Linked DNA regions of Mus musculus: all the other regions are linked to region 2. The links are chromatin contacts, called in public HiChIP or PLAC-seq and Micro-C maps. All regions are on one chromosome and are shown on one strand. The core of a region is the stretch at or near the end of the contact, and the rest is flanking DNA. Distances in the headings are between cores, read along the strand shown. Region 1 holds the start of Cep170b (centrosomal protein 170B). Region 2 holds the start of Kif26a (kinesin family member 26A). Region 3 holds the start of 1700127F24Rik (a long non-coding RNA gene). Region 4 holds the start of Zbtb42 (zinc finger and BTB domain containing 42).

Evidence for each region. Hi-C and Micro-C count contacts between places; a contact is called where the count stands out from the background. HiChIP or PLAC-seq counts read pairs in DNA pulled down with a chosen protein or histone mark.
Region 1: a Micro-C map of embryonic stem cells shows a contact between it and region 2, with 3 times the contacts expected there. The contact joins the promoter of Cep170b here to the promoter of Kif26a in region 2. A contact is called at or near these places in 4 of 39 promoter capture datasets (cranial neural crest, embryonic stem cells, hippocampal neurons and 1 more), 1 of 15 datasets of contacts at CTCF or cohesin (pro-B cells), 9 of 484 Hi-C or Micro-C datasets (B cells, embryonic stem cells, myocytes and 2 more), 5 of 115 datasets of contacts at active chromatin or transcription factors (embryonic forebrain, embryonic stem cells and forebrain) and 1 of 9 other capture datasets (embryonic stem cells).
Region 3: a contact with region 2 is called in an H3K27ac HiChIP or PLAC-seq map of embryonic stem cells, with 2.6 times the contacts expected there. The contact joins the promoter of 1700127F24Rik here to the promoter of Kif26a in region 2. A contact is called at or near these places in 2 of 484 Hi-C or Micro-C datasets (both in embryonic stem cells), 1 of 115 datasets of contacts at active chromatin or transcription factors (embryonic stem cells) and 1 of 9 other capture datasets (embryonic stem cells).
Region 4: a Micro-C map of embryonic stem cells shows a contact between it and region 2, with 4 times the contacts expected there. The contact joins the promoter of Zbtb42 here to the promoter of Kif26a in region 2. A contact is called at or near these places in 6 of 39 promoter capture datasets (cranial neural crest, embryonic stem cells, hippocampal neurons and 2 more), 4 of 484 Hi-C or Micro-C datasets (all in embryonic stem cells), 10 of 115 datasets of contacts at active chromatin or transcription factors (embryonic forebrain, embryonic stem cells, forebrain and 3 more) and 1 of 9 other capture datasets (embryonic stem cells).

The regions. Positions count from the first base shown.
Region 1 is chr12:112,720,148-112,723,601 of GRCm38.p6, forward strand. Cep170b (centrosomal protein 170B) reads left to right here and starts at 2,027. Exons shown (of 19, transcript NM_001024602.3): 1 at 2,027-2,235. Gm46382 (proline-rich extensin-like protein EPR1) reads right to left here and starts at 2,019. Exons shown (of 2, transcript XM_017315329.2): 1 at 1,414-2,019.
Region 2 is chr12:112,144,446-112,147,701 of GRCm38.p6, forward strand. It overlaps Kif26a (kinesin family member 26A), which reads left to right and starts at 1,763. Exons shown (of 16, transcript NM_001097621.1): 1 at 1,763-1,961; 2 at 2,269-2,511. The coding sequence starts at 1,920.
Region 3 is chr12:112,873,927-112,877,328 of GRCm38.p6, forward strand. It overlaps 1700127F24Rik (a long non-coding RNA gene), which reads right to left and starts at 1,900. Exons shown (of 6, transcript XR_873068.2): 1 at 1,687-1,900; 2 at 1,348-1,464; 3 at 1,136-1,236; 4 at 218-774.
Region 4 is chr12:112,677,195-112,680,464 of GRCm38.p6, forward strand. Zbtb42 (zinc finger and BTB domain containing 42) reads left to right here and starts at 1,646. Exons shown (of 2, transcript NM_001100460.1): 1 at 1,646-1,751; 2 at 2,182-3,270. The coding sequence starts at 2,199.

The DNA of each region.
Region 1 (3,454 bases), core at 777-3,276, 580 kb after region 2:
TCACACCAATAGAAACCAAGCTAAGACATCAAAAGTCTTTCAAGCCTGCGGTTATGTTTAGCAGGTTACTTGGTGGAAATGGTAGGTCCGCACTGGTGGGGGTTCCTTACTTGGTCTGTGTGTTCTTAGTTTGAACTAAAGGAAGCCTCTCTGCTCAGTGGCCTTAAGTGTCACCCTTACTCGATGAAGACTGAAGCTACTACTAGATCTGCTTTCTGATCCCAATGCTACTGCTCAAGTCACTCAAGCGAGCTTGACCCCTCCTCCCCTTCCAGGAAGCAGCAGCCCACTCCAACCCTGCCCTCATGTCTAAGGATACCGACCCCATGACAGTGCACAGCTGGCAGGGGCCTCAGTCAGAACCCAGGACACCATTCCTTCATCTCCCGTCCTTCACCTTGGAAGGAGCCACAACCCAGGTAAAAGTCTCAAATAGAAAAAAAAAATAATAACGTTTATAAGCATCCATTACTAAGGAGTGAGCAAGGGGTAGCTAAGCTAAGACAGCGAAGCCGCTGGGGAAAGGGCTGTTTACAGAGCCAAGAGAATGGGAGAGCCCGGCTCGGGAGTTGGGACTCAGAAACAGGACAGTCTCAGTCTACTAGGAAGAAACTGCAAAATCCCCATACAGCTCCCGGAAGCTGAGACCGGGGCTAACAACCCTGGCAAGGACAAATGGGCTAGGAAGACAGGAACGTACCCAGCCCTCCTCTTTCCAGTACCTGACAAGTCTCCTCTGCCTCCATCTCTTCCAGTTCCTGGCCTCTCCCTGGAGTCCTGGCCTCCCCCTCAAAGTACTCCCGTTTGCCCACAAAGACATCTAGAGCTCTCTCCAAGGCCTTCATCTCATCAGGTCTCAGCTGGCACAAACTTCCTGAGCCCCACTGTCCTTGGGATGACATCCAAAATTGGTCACGAGGCTACAGGTTCCTCCTCTGTCCATACCGCAAGCCAGGCTCCCCCATTTGGGCCTGTACTATAAGCTCGCACAGCCAGGCCCAACAACCTAGCACATTCTCATGCAGTTTTTCCTATCTGTCTCCTCTTGGCGGGCTTGCCTCTACTCTCGAGTTGTGTAGAACCCCTTCCACCTCCTTCTACAGGGCAGGGATGGGCAACTGTGCCCGCTGGCTTTGGAGCCTGGGCGGGGTGGATTGGGTTCACGAAGCTCCTGTACCAGCAGGATAAAGCGCACATTCCTAGGCCTGGAGTTCTGCTCTGCATTCCACTTCCGCCAAGGCCCTCACTAGTACCCTTCAACGGGAATGCAGGAATGCACTCTGAACAGTACTTTCTCCACCACTCTGCAAAGCCGCTCCGCCCCACGCTAATCCTTTCCCCCTTGGCACTAGAGGGACACCTGATACCTCCATTGTTGCACCAGGCACCAGCCAGCGGCCGGTGAGAACTTACCTCAGGAACTGGGAGAGCCTCCGGAGTTCCCCGCCCCTCCCCGTCCAGCCCACTGTGACATCCAGGTACGTTGGTGTCTTTGCCCACCATCCTGTCCCGAGCCCGTGGCCTATCCTGCAACGTCGAGGGCGCAGGAGGAAGAGACCCAGCTGGACGCACAGGCCTCTGGGATCCATCCTACTTCCTTCGCCCTGCACCCCTCCACTGGGCTGAAAGGCCAAAGGTTGGGGCTGGGAGAGCGGCTGGAGCTCGGGCTTCTGGAATGTGGTTAAATGTTAACTATTCGGCTCTGGGACAGGACGCTGGGCAGCCGTACGCCCTTTCTCGCAACCCTGGGATAGCCAGCGCCAGAGAGAAGGGGGTCTGAATGCACAGGGTGGCGGAGATGCGCCGCCCCAGGCTGGGCCGGGGACAAAGGTGATCGCCCGTTCCTGGTTGCCCGATCCGGTGCGCCGGGACGGGTGGACGGAACGGGAGGGGCCGCGCGTAACCTCTGGGGCGGCGCTGCGGAGTCCAGCTCACCTGCTGAGGCTGGCCCGCCCTAACCTGGTTTCCGGGGGGCGGGGCGTCGCGGGGCGGGGCATCACGGGGGCGGGGCGCGCCGGGGCGGAGCGTGTCGCGGCAGACGTCAGGGGACCCGCCGCGCGAGGCCGCGGTCCGGCGCTCTGCCCGTGGGCTCGGCCGGGGCTGCCGCCAGCGTGCGGGCCGCGCCGGGCATGTCCTAGGCGGCGGCCCCGCCCAGCGCTCGGCCGGGCGGGCAGAGGGCCGGGCTGGGCCGGGCAGCGTCCGGGCGGGCGAGCCGCGGGCCTGGCGGGAGCACAGGTAGGACGCAGGAGGGGCCGCGCCAGCCCTGCGCCCACGGCGGCAGGGCCTCCAGCAGGGCACCTGCGTGCCTCCAGGCCACACCGGGGCGGGCGGGGCTGGACAAAAGCGGCGGTGAGGAAGGGGCTGGGCGAGGGCCCGGCACACCTGGCCCGGCCAGCGCTTGCCGATGCTGCCCATGTCTGCGCGCGCCCGGGAGGGGCCTCCTGGCACCGGCGACAAGGCCTGGCCCCGCGCATGTCTACGCGGCCTGCCGAGCTGGTAGACCTGGGCGCCCGGTCCCCGCCCGGGCAGGGCCAGCGCTGATTCAGGATACAACGCCGCTCCCTCCCCCTCTGGGCCTGGCGCGCCTGCCCGCCTCCCGGCCTCCTCCCGGGTGCCCGGTCCCCCCTCCTTCTGCGGTCCCTCCCTCCGTCTTCCTTCTCTTCTCTCCTTTCCCTTTAGCCGCCACCGTCTCCCTGCTTTCTCTGCCTCTGGGCTGTCCGCGGCCAGGAGGGGACCTCCTCCTGTCTGCTCCTTTCAGCCACGGGGCTGCTCCCTGCCTCCCACTGTCTCTCAGCATCTGCATCGCCACCTCCTCCTTCACCTTCGGGTGGTGGCTCTTCTGCTTGGCGCGGCTGAGGGGACAAGTTTGGGGTGTTTATTATTCTCCCTCCTAGCAACGATGGCCGGGCTAAGCCTAGCCCCAAACCTCCTACAGCAAGCCCTGGCTCAGAAGCCTTTCCAAGTTGGACTGGCGGTGGCAGTGGTCACCCCATGACCAGGCTCTGGGGGTTGGCCTCCCTCTCCTCTAAGGGTGTCCCCGTGCCTGCTGTCCACAGTGAGATGATGGCAGGCAGGTGATGTCAGAGTAGGAGACATCCAGGCTGGGTGGGGCTGGGAGGCTCAGTGACGCCCTGGGTCTGGGGCCTGGGGGGGGGGGGGGCTCCCTCCACAGCCCTGACACCTTTGCCAGTAGGATTGGGTCTTTCTGAGAGTTGGGGCTATGGATACCCAGTGAGGTCCTAGAGGCTGCAAGGGCATTGAAATCTTGCCCCTTTAGCCCTTGCCTCTCAAGCTGGGCCCTAAGGAAAGGGGACCTCAGAGCAGGGTATGGGTATGTTCCTGACCACCTGGAGCTGTTTTCTGGGGAGGCAGGTTTCTTTTCTCCATCTTCCTCCTGCTTCCTGAAGGAGTGCTGTGGGCCTTCACAGATGGACAGAGCCCTGTGTTCTTGCCT
Region 2 (3,256 bases), core at 513-3,012:
CTGATGCCGCTTGATTCTCCCTCTCTAGTCGAGGCTACGCTGGAACCCGAGCCTTGAGCAGCGATCTTCCACGGAGGAGAGCGTAGCGCAGAGATCGCGGTTATCTCACCTTGCAGGGATGGGCGAGGAAAAAGCCTAGGGGGAGGTGATCTGAGTTCTGAGATCATTCTGGTTGCTTGGTGCATCCCGGGGTCTTGTGGAGCTGTGTTTTTGTGTCCTCTGGGAACTCGAACGTAGAGTATGCTTCCCGAAGAACCGCGCTGGTGCGGGGAAGTGAAGTTGCGGGTGTGGCCCATCATGAGCGCAGGCCCTGGGTTCCGGGTGATGCTTCTCGGTGTGCGTGTGAGGAGTATGTGTGCGTGTGTGTAAGTCGATAACAATGTATGAGCCTCCTGGGCCCCGGGTGTTTGTTTCAGTGCGGTAGAGGGGCGGGCGGGGTGACGCTGTTTGTAGTGCTTGCAGGGGTGGACTGAGGAGGGTGGTGCCTGAGGCTACCCGGATCCCATGGTGGGCCGTCGCCTGCCTGTCTTCCCTTCGCAAGGCTGAGAAGGGCCTGGAGGCTTGGGGGTTGCAGAAAGTGGGGAGCCCGTTCCCAGTTTATTCATGACTTCCTGTCGTGTTTACAGACTCTTTTAAGTCGTAGATGACCTGGAAAACCGGATCTTCATCCCACTCTTGGCCAATAGTGCGTAGGAGTGGAGGGCTAAGTAAGCAGGGTCCAGGTGGGGAAAGGAGAGGTCGTTTGACAGACCTTATACCGTGCGAAGGTCTGACTGCTCTGGGGATGTCCGACCAGGGTCTTTCCTTGAATCACCCTGGCTCAGCTGTCCTAAGTCTCAGCCTCAAGCGGAAAGCTCTGCGCTCAGAACGCGTGGTGTCCTGTCTCTGCGCCCTCGAAACCTGTGCTCACTACGGCCGGCAGGTGGCGCTTGTGTCACGGGGAGCCACGCCGCAGATCCCGCCTGGCTCCTATCTGGGGTTTCGGGTTGATCCAGAGCTTGGGCCGGAGTCCCCCGCGACCTCAGAAGGTGGTGACATTTGGGGTCTGACTTGGGCGAGAGCAACAACTGGTCGCTGGGGAAGGAGGGAGACCTCCGGGTCGGAGACAAACAGGCAATTAATTCCGGAGCTAACTCCCCATCTGCCAGGCCGGCAGACAACAGGTCCGGCACACCCCCAGGGCCAAGCCGCAGCGCTTCCTCCCACTTCGCAGGCGGCTCAGTGTGCAATCCATTTTAAGGCACAGGCGCGGCTGCAAGGACACTTCGAGACAGTTCGTAGCCCCTCACTGCACTTCTTGAAACACGACCCTCATCCATGAGAGACAGTTGGCGCCAAAGCATGGCCAGACACACTCAAGTGCTCTGGGTGTTCTGGGGAAGCCGTTGGCCCGGGTCCAGCCCCTTTCATTACCCCCCATCCCCCCACCCCCACCCGCTTTCGTGCTGTGCGATCTTGGGCAAAAGCTTCAGTTTTCCCGCTCGCAAAGTGATGAGAGTGTTGGGTGCCTCCCAGGAGGCGCACTCCATCCTCGCTCAGGAGAGACAGAGGCGCATGCGTGCGCGTAACTTGTGTCTCGGCAGCCCCCACCGCCCCTCCCGCATCAACACTCAACTAACAGGTTGGGGGTCCTAGCAGTAGGCGGGGCCGCAAGGAGGAGCGGGACCCCCGCCCACTTGGCTCTGCTCAGGATGGGGGCGGCGCTCTGGCGTCCCGCCCCCTTCCCTCCCCCTACAAGCTTTGGCCCGCCCCCGCCCAGCCTGTCCCGGAGCAAGCCGGTCGCGTCCACAGCGTGCTCTCCGCCACTCGCCTGCTCTGCCAACTTCAGAGCAGCAGGCCTGGCCATGGGGGTGCCCCTGGGCCGGATCACGTAGCCACTGTACCCCGAGAGCCAACGTATCCCTTCCTGCGACCGTGCCATGGTCGGCCGCGGCGCCTCCTTGTGTGCGGTGCAGCCCGCGGTACGCAAGGCCCTGCTAGGAGCGGGCGGCTGGGCTCGACGGGCACCGGGTTCAGAGCCCAGGACAACGATGATGCTAGCGGGGTGTACAGCGCCCTCTAGGGGTGGGGCGCGGAGCGGGACGGGGCCCCGAGCGTCGGGCTGGGGCTTCTTCTTCAGGGACTCCTGGCGTTGCATCCAGGGCCCTAACTTTTGTGCGAGCGTGGCTTTAGGGGCGTGAGCGACTGGGTCTGGAGTCGGCCGCGTGGAGTCCCGCAGTGGCGCCGCGCGAAGGTTTGGGCTTACTGTCCCATCTCCAACCCCCGCAGGTGGCTGAGTGCGGCCCGGCTCGAGAGACCCCGCCACTTGAGGTATCCCCGCGCAAGAGGCTGCCCGCCGGGCTCGATCAAGACCCATGCAGCAGCCGCCCTGCTCCGGAGGGCGCCGGGGCCAGCGCTGAGCAGAGCCACTCGGCCGGTGGGGGCGGGTGGTGCCGCCACTGCCACACGAAGCTCGTGGAGCTAAAACGACAGGCGTGGAAGTTGGTCAGCGGGCCCGGGACTCCTCTCCGGGTAAGTGACCCCTCTTCAGGCCATATCTCAAACAGGGAAGGGCTGGAACTTGGGAATCTTTGGGGCTGGGGCTTGGAGCGTGGCGAGTTCATCGTGCCCCCACCCCCACCCCGTGCCATAGTCTGCAAGAGTGTGTGTTGGTGCACCTCACCCTAGGAGGCCTGCTGCGTGTCATAGGGGGTTGGGTAAATTTCTTTCCTAGCCACAGATGTCCCACAGCTGGAATCAGTCTGTGTTTGGGAGGGGTAGAAAAGGGGAAGACGGGACCTCACTCCCAGGGCAGGGCTTGTCATGGTGAGGCACTTTGGGCATCTGGACATTGGCATGCCTGTATAGAGAGGGCATAAAAGGTGAGAGAGTGGGCCCCTTTCTGCACCCGGGGGCCGTGCATCATTGTCCCATACCTACTCAGTGTCTGTTATGGGCCTGTGCCCTGCCCTGGCTCTCTGCCTCTGGGGCCCAGGCCTTCCGTGTGGGTAATGACTCTTGAGCCTCGGGGTTTCCCAGGCTGCAGCATGGCAGGCAGGCGCTGGTGGGAGAGGAGTCTACTGGGCTTTCCGGCCAGTCTTGCCAGGCATGTAAAGAACTGGAGTATTGTTCCAGGGAACAATGGTCTCTGGAAGTGTGCAATGCAGGGGTGTGGGGGGTCTCCACAGGAAGCTGCTTCTAACCTTCAGCCTTGGTGAACAGTCCTTGGGAAGCGCCTGTAGTCCCCATCCTGTCCCAGTACCTCTAAGGAGTGCTG
Region 3 (3,402 bases), core at 650-3,149, 730 kb after region 2:
TCTGAAAGTTCCCACAGTCCTGCGCCCCCACCACACACACACACATGGATAGCGATTTTTCTTGCAGATAAAAAAAAGACTCCCCCAGCCTCCGCCGTTCGGGAGACTTTCCTGCTCATCCGGGATCCTAAAACTTGCTGCTCCTTCTGGCTGGGATCCAGAGTGTATCAACCCCCACGCCCCCAGCCCCTACGCGGCCCTTTGAGCTGGAGCTTACAGGCCAGTCTCTTCTCGCTGGGAATGTCACAATCTGCTCCACGACCTGCTCCACATGCCTCTGGTCCTTGAGCTAGGTTACCCCCCTTCTCCTCCGCCTCCTGGGTAAGCTCTTGGCCGTCCGGCAGCCTAGGGCCAAGAGCCCACTCCCACCCATACCCTACGGAGAGTGGAGCACGCTGGGGCTTGCCCAGGCGTCAGCGGGGGAGTCCACAACCCCTGAGCGAGCCTCAGCAGGTAAAGGGCAGAATTTCGTCTCCGCCTTCGCTGTCTAGAGCGAACCTGAGTGACCCGCTCTGACTTCCTGAGGTTCCCGCACATGCGCGTCTGGCGGACCGCAGCCTGATGTCCAGGCAGAAATGCTAGGAGCGCACCAAGCCTTCGCCTATGTTGTATTTGCAAAATAACCGGGTGAAGTACGGATTGCTATTGTTCTCAATTTGCAGATTCAGAAATCCAGGTGTAATGCATTCTCACCCAGATGCAGCCCTCCCAACATAGAGTTTTGCACAGAAACCAGTTATTCGTGACACTGGAGACTTGATGACTTGCACAGATCTGTGACAAGGGGAGAAGAGGGCAAGACCAAGAAGAGGCGAGATTCCCGATTGATCCCCTCTCTGTCTGTCCCCTCCCTAGGAAAGATGAGCCTCATAAGCACTCAGGTGGAGTAAGACTAAATCTAACTTCTTTACCCCTAACCACTCCATAGGACCAGCCCCGACTCCCTCCCTTCTGGGAACCCAGTTCTGCCTATCAAACCACTGGACTCATAGGGACCCTCTGAGCACATTGCAGGGGAGTTTCAGGAGGCTTCGTTGTGGTCCCAACAACTTCTACCCTGGGCCTGCTGGGCTAGGGAGGGTAAGATCAGGAAGAGATGGGATTCCCCCCACCCCCACCCCAGATGCACACAAACCTCTTTCCTTCTTCTAGGCCAACCTCCTCAGAGTCCCTCACTCACTGAGTAGGGGAATCCATCTCTGCCAAAGATGCCAGGTGAGGGCTACAAAACAGCCACTAGAGAAAGCCAAGAGGGCAGTGAATTGCAGCCACTTTACCAAATGGTTTGTGCCTCTATCTACCAATCTATGCAAAAGGTTTTATTTCCATGTCACGATGGGACAATACCTGATGAATGTGTCATTGTCGCAGTTTCTGGGAGCAAACCACAGGAGCCCCTACGGAGCCACCTCTCCCGAACCTCCTCAGCAGCTGCTCAGTTGCTTTATCATGATGCTCTGGGCTCTGGGAGCAAGAGAGTGTCAGACTAAGTGTAGACAGACAGGCACAGGTGCATGCTCTTATGCATTAGTCACCAAAGCCTTACCCACGTATTCATGTCCCAAACCATATAGATGGCTATAAATGTCTAGTCCCAGAACCCCTATGCTAGGTCACTGTGGGTTTCCCAAGTTTTGTGTCATAGAAAACGGAGTCTAGGACCAAACACCTCAGCCTGACCCACACCTCCTTCAGCATGGTCACCCGAAGGTCCAAGCTGAGTACGTTCTCCCAGACGAGCAGTGATGAGACCAGCTGGCCTCCTCTGGCACGCGGACATAGGCTGGGAAAGCTAGCCTAAAACCTAAGTCAACACTGCGGCCACCAGGGGGCACCCAGCTCCACAGATAAGGTGGGAGACCATGTTCTTGGAGCCAGAGAGGGCTCCGGAGGCAGAGTGTTGGCTGGGACCTCACATCATCATGACGACTCAGGGAGGTAGTATTGTGATGCCATTCTCCCACTGAGGACACGTGCCAGAGAAAGGGACATCATTGGTCCTGACACTTAGGGCTGGAAGACTTGGGCCTCAGAATTTTCCAAGTTTACCCTGAACCAGCTTGTGTCTAGCTTGCGTCCAGCTTGCTGCATGACTCCAGGAATGTTACTTGACCTTGAGGTTGATGGTGGTGTGAGGAAGCAATAATTGGACCCTGGGACCAGGGGTCTATCCTCAGCCAGTACAGGGGCTTCAGGGCTGCTGTTTACAGGCAGGTTCCTATTACTCAGCGGGAGGAGAGTTTGCAAAACTCCATCGACTCCTATAAAGAACCCCTGCTGCCTGATGCAACTGTAGAATGCCCACCTAACAGTGCCCCCTCCCCACTGTGGCCCTACCAGCCCAGAGCCAGTACAACAGGCAGGAATTGGATTGGCAGTGTGGACCCCCTTTGACCCTCCTGCCTAATGCCATCCAGGGCAGCCAGATTGGGCAAGGCCACCGCCTGGATCTGGCAAAAGTTACCGCCTGCCTCCCAGGCAGCTGGAGCTGAGTGCTGGTAGCGCAGTCTTTCCCACGCTCCGTGATGCCAGTCTTGGCACTCCAGCTCCGCCCCACCCTTGCCTTGCTGGGCCCCGGGCACCCGGAATGTGGCTGAAGATTCTGTCCCCCTGGGCCACAGATTCCTGTCTCAGTGGGTGTGGGCGGAGGCCCGCTTTCCGCCCTTTGATCCCGGCCAACTCCAGCTAGCGGGCCACGCCCAAACCCTGCCAGCCCGGCCCAGGCGCAAGATGGAGGCGGGGCTAGTCTCGACTCCCCAGGCTCTCGAACTCTGGCTCCTAGAGTTCTGGCTCTATCTTGGAGTTCTAGCACCAGCAGTGATTGACTCCTTACTACCCAATGTGCAGCCTGATGCCGGTCAGGGCTGCAGCCAGACAAGGAAATCCGAGACTCTTCTAGTACGGTTTCTCTCGTGGTCGCTGTGAGCTGGGTGGTAGTTTGCCTATCTCCAATCTCTCTCAACAACTAATCCTGGGACATGGGATCGACTAGAGGGAAGGAGAGGCACCCTCTAAGCCCAGGAAGACAAGGGCAGCGTCTCAGAACCCAAGGGGATGGGCTAGTTCCGGAGTCCACCAGAGGTGGTCTCCAGAGGTTATGGGAGCTCCTGAGATGCGCAGCCATCTGGAGAGATCACTTGCCTCAGTTTCCCCATTTACTGGATAGAATGACAGTAATGAATATCCTGTTTCCACACTTGTGGTGGTTGGAGTGGGCTTTGGACTTACTCCATCCTTCCAAGTGGCCTCACTACGCTTTTCTAGTCGAGCCACGGAAGCCATCTGGCATTGCTTAGAGCCTTGGAGGACTGAGCCGAGGTGAGCCTCGCTGCTTCTGTGGGCTACCTGCCTCGGGTTGGTGTTGTCACTCCTGGTCAGTCCTTACCGCCAGTGTCTACCTGG
Region 4 (3,270 bases), core at 396-2,895, 530 kb after region 2:
GTGGTGGTAAATACTTGGACAGTCAGAGGGAACTGGCCCTCCCCCGGCCGGGCTCCTATGTTGGGGGCAGCCAAGCTCCGCCCCTCAGCCATGCAGTGCCTGGATAACTGCCAGGTGACTCTAGGCTTCTTACTGCAGGTGCCAGATGAAGAAAATATAGTCAAATGTGCATTTCAGACACATACATTTCTTTTCCAGGGCAGGAAGTTGAGACTGGGCCTTGCCATGTAGCTCAGGCTGGTCTAGAACTTGAAATATCCCTGCTTCAACCTCCGTTTAGTACAACACTGGTTTTCTTCCCTGTAGAATCTAGGTCCTCCAGGAACCCTGGGAGCCCCCTTGGGCTTCCAATACAACTTTGAACAGGCCCCCTGGAGCTGTCCCCAACAGCCAGAAAGCCCCACTTCACAACTGGGTACTCTGTTCTGAGTGTCTAATGAGCCGGGCAGGGGGTTGGGGGGAGAGACAGGACTCAGCGGCTGTCTCTACCCAGAATGCCTTTGGATATTCTACCCAAACCCCTTTCCCTGTAATTCCTGTGCAAGACCTCCTTCATACTTACCCTCCAGCTCTCTATGTGGTGCCCACCCAACATTATTGGTCCCTGGACTTCTAACAAATGCAAGGTGAAAATTCGGAACGGGCCTAGCCCCATAGGAACTCTGGCTCTGTGATTTGGTACTGCGTGGCCCCTCCCTCACGCTAGAACTGTAAATGAGAGTGTCTAACTGACAAGCTTAATGAAGCTCAACGTGAGCGATGTCTCAAGCAACTTCAAGCCCCCTCAGCTAAGAATACCCCTCCGCCTGCACACTTGGGAGCCATTGGTGTAGCCCATGCCAAGGGGCCTCGACTCCTCTAAACCCCGGGCTCTATTGTCACGTCCTCTCCCCAGAAGAAGCAGGAGTCTCCTCAAACCCTGCTGACCCTGATTCCCCTGGAACACTGTGCCCAGGGTGCCGGCCCTGGCCTCTCTCCATATCACTCCTCCTACATCCTGTGTGTGACCTGTCTGCCTAACTCCGGAGGTCTCCTGCCACTTCTCTGTGATTGTGTCTTAAACCCATCCCACCACATCTGCCCTACCCAGTGCCCTCTGTCACAGATCTTAGTGCGCTTGACTGTCAGCCCAGGGTCTGCAGAGGGCGGTAATTCTCTCTCTGAGACCCCAGCTCCACGGCCTGTCCCAGATGTGTTAACGTGAATTCAAGAGAAATCTTCATAGGGCGAAGTGAATTTCTTTTTGACATTTGTGGTCTCTCATTGGCGCCCTGACCCATCTGAAGGACCGTCTTCCAACGGGTCCGAGGCCATTGTCCCGTAGTCCACGGAGAAGCAACTGCCCCTTTGTCCACCAGGGCAGTCGGGACCCCATGGAGGACACAGAGGCCCAGGAGACAAGTATCGCGAGAGGGTCCCGCACCCCCTCCCGTCACAGAGTGCGGCGGGCTAGCTTCTAGCGGGACTGACCGGGTGGGGCGGACAGAGAAGGGGTAGCGAGGTGACCTCAGCGGTTCGGCCGCTCCGGGAAGTCGCCCGGTCCGCCCCCTCCAGCTCCAGCCGGGAGTTTCGCTCTTCGGGGCGGGGCAAGCAGCAGGCGTTGCCCCGCCGGCCAAGTTAGTGCGCGCCCCGCCCGGCGCCGTCCGGGTCCCCGCGCCCTCCCGGCCGGGGCGCGCCGCCCCCAGTTCGGTGCGGTCCGAGCTGCACGGGAAAGCTTGCAGAACGAGCGGAGAGCCGCGCGTGCGGCGAAGGTGAGCACAGGGGCGGGTACTCGGCTCCGCCTGCCTAGCCGGCCGTTCCCCACGGCCGCGCTGCCATAAATGGGGCCGACGGCAGCGGTGGCAGCTGGCGGCGGTGCGGGCGGGCGGCGACTCTGGCGTCGGGGGGCGCGGCAGGCGGGGGGGGGGGGGCGAGGCAGCCTGAAGTCCTGACTTCTTTCTGTCCGCGCGGCTCGGCCCCTCCGCTGCGCCCCGAGCCCCGCCCCGGCGGCAGAGCGGCTTCTGTTTACTTTCGATCGAGTTTTTCCTGCTCCGGGCAGGTGCCGGGGCAGCTCAGGGCTGGCGGTTGCGCGCGTCACTCCCGCGCCTCTCTGTGGGCTGCCTGCACCCGGGAAGGGCGCGTCGGGGCGAGCGGGGGCCACGGCATCCCCGGCGTGTTGACAGGCGTCCCGTTTGTGCCCAGGTGATGACTGCGGCGGCATGGAGTTCCCGGAGCACGGCGTACGGCTGCTGGGCCGCCTGAGGCAGCAGCGCGAGCTGGGGTTCCTGTGCGACTGCACTGTTCTGGTGGGCGACGCGCGCTTCCCTGCGCACCGCGCTGTACTGGCCGCGTGCAGTGTCTACTTCCATCTCTTCTACAGGGATCAGCCCGCGAGCAGCCGCGACACGGTGCGGCTCAACGGCGACATCGTCACGGTACCCGCCTTCAGCCGCCTGCTGGACTTCATGTACGAGGGCCGCTTGGACCTGCACAACCTACCTGTCGAGGACGTCCTGGCTGCCGCCAGTTACCTGCACATGTATGACATCGTCAAGGTCTGCAAGGGCAGACTCAGAAAGAAGGACCCAGATCTGGAGACCCGTACGCTGGGGACAGAGCTTCCTGGGCAGCCACCACACCCCCTGCCTTCCTGGTCCCCTGCCTTCTGCCAAGCCGCACCAAAGGCCAAACACCCATCTCTAGGGGTCAAGGCTACCCATCCCCTGCCAACATTTGGACCTCCGTCTTGGCAGGTTGCAGAGCAGTCAAGTGGGGCCCTGGACCTGTCACTGAAGCCTAGCCCAAGACCGGAGCAGGTACACCCACCCTGTCGCCTCCAGACATCCCTCTGCAGCTCCGTACAGCAAGTGGCGCAGCCTCTGGTGAAGGCTGAGCAAGATTCGTTCTCAGAACAAGATAGCAGCAGCCCGCAGAGCGCGGACCGATCCCCACCACCAGTCTGTGCTTCTGCAGCCCAGGGCCTGGCAGTGGACTTGGAGCCACTGCACATCGAAGGGACGGGCAGCCAGCAGCTTGGGCTGCCTGCAGAGCCAGTGCTCGACAGTGAAGAGCTGGGTCCCAGCAGGCACCTTTGCATTTGCCCGCTATGCTGCAAGCTGTTCCCTAGCACCCACGCACTGCAGCTGCATCTCAGCGCCCACTTCCGGGAGCGGGACAGTGTCCGTGCCAGGCTCTCCCCCGAGGGGTCCGTGCCCACGTGCCCACTCTGCAGCAAGACCTTCTCCTGCACATACACCCTGAAGAGGCATGAACGGACACACTCTGGGGAGA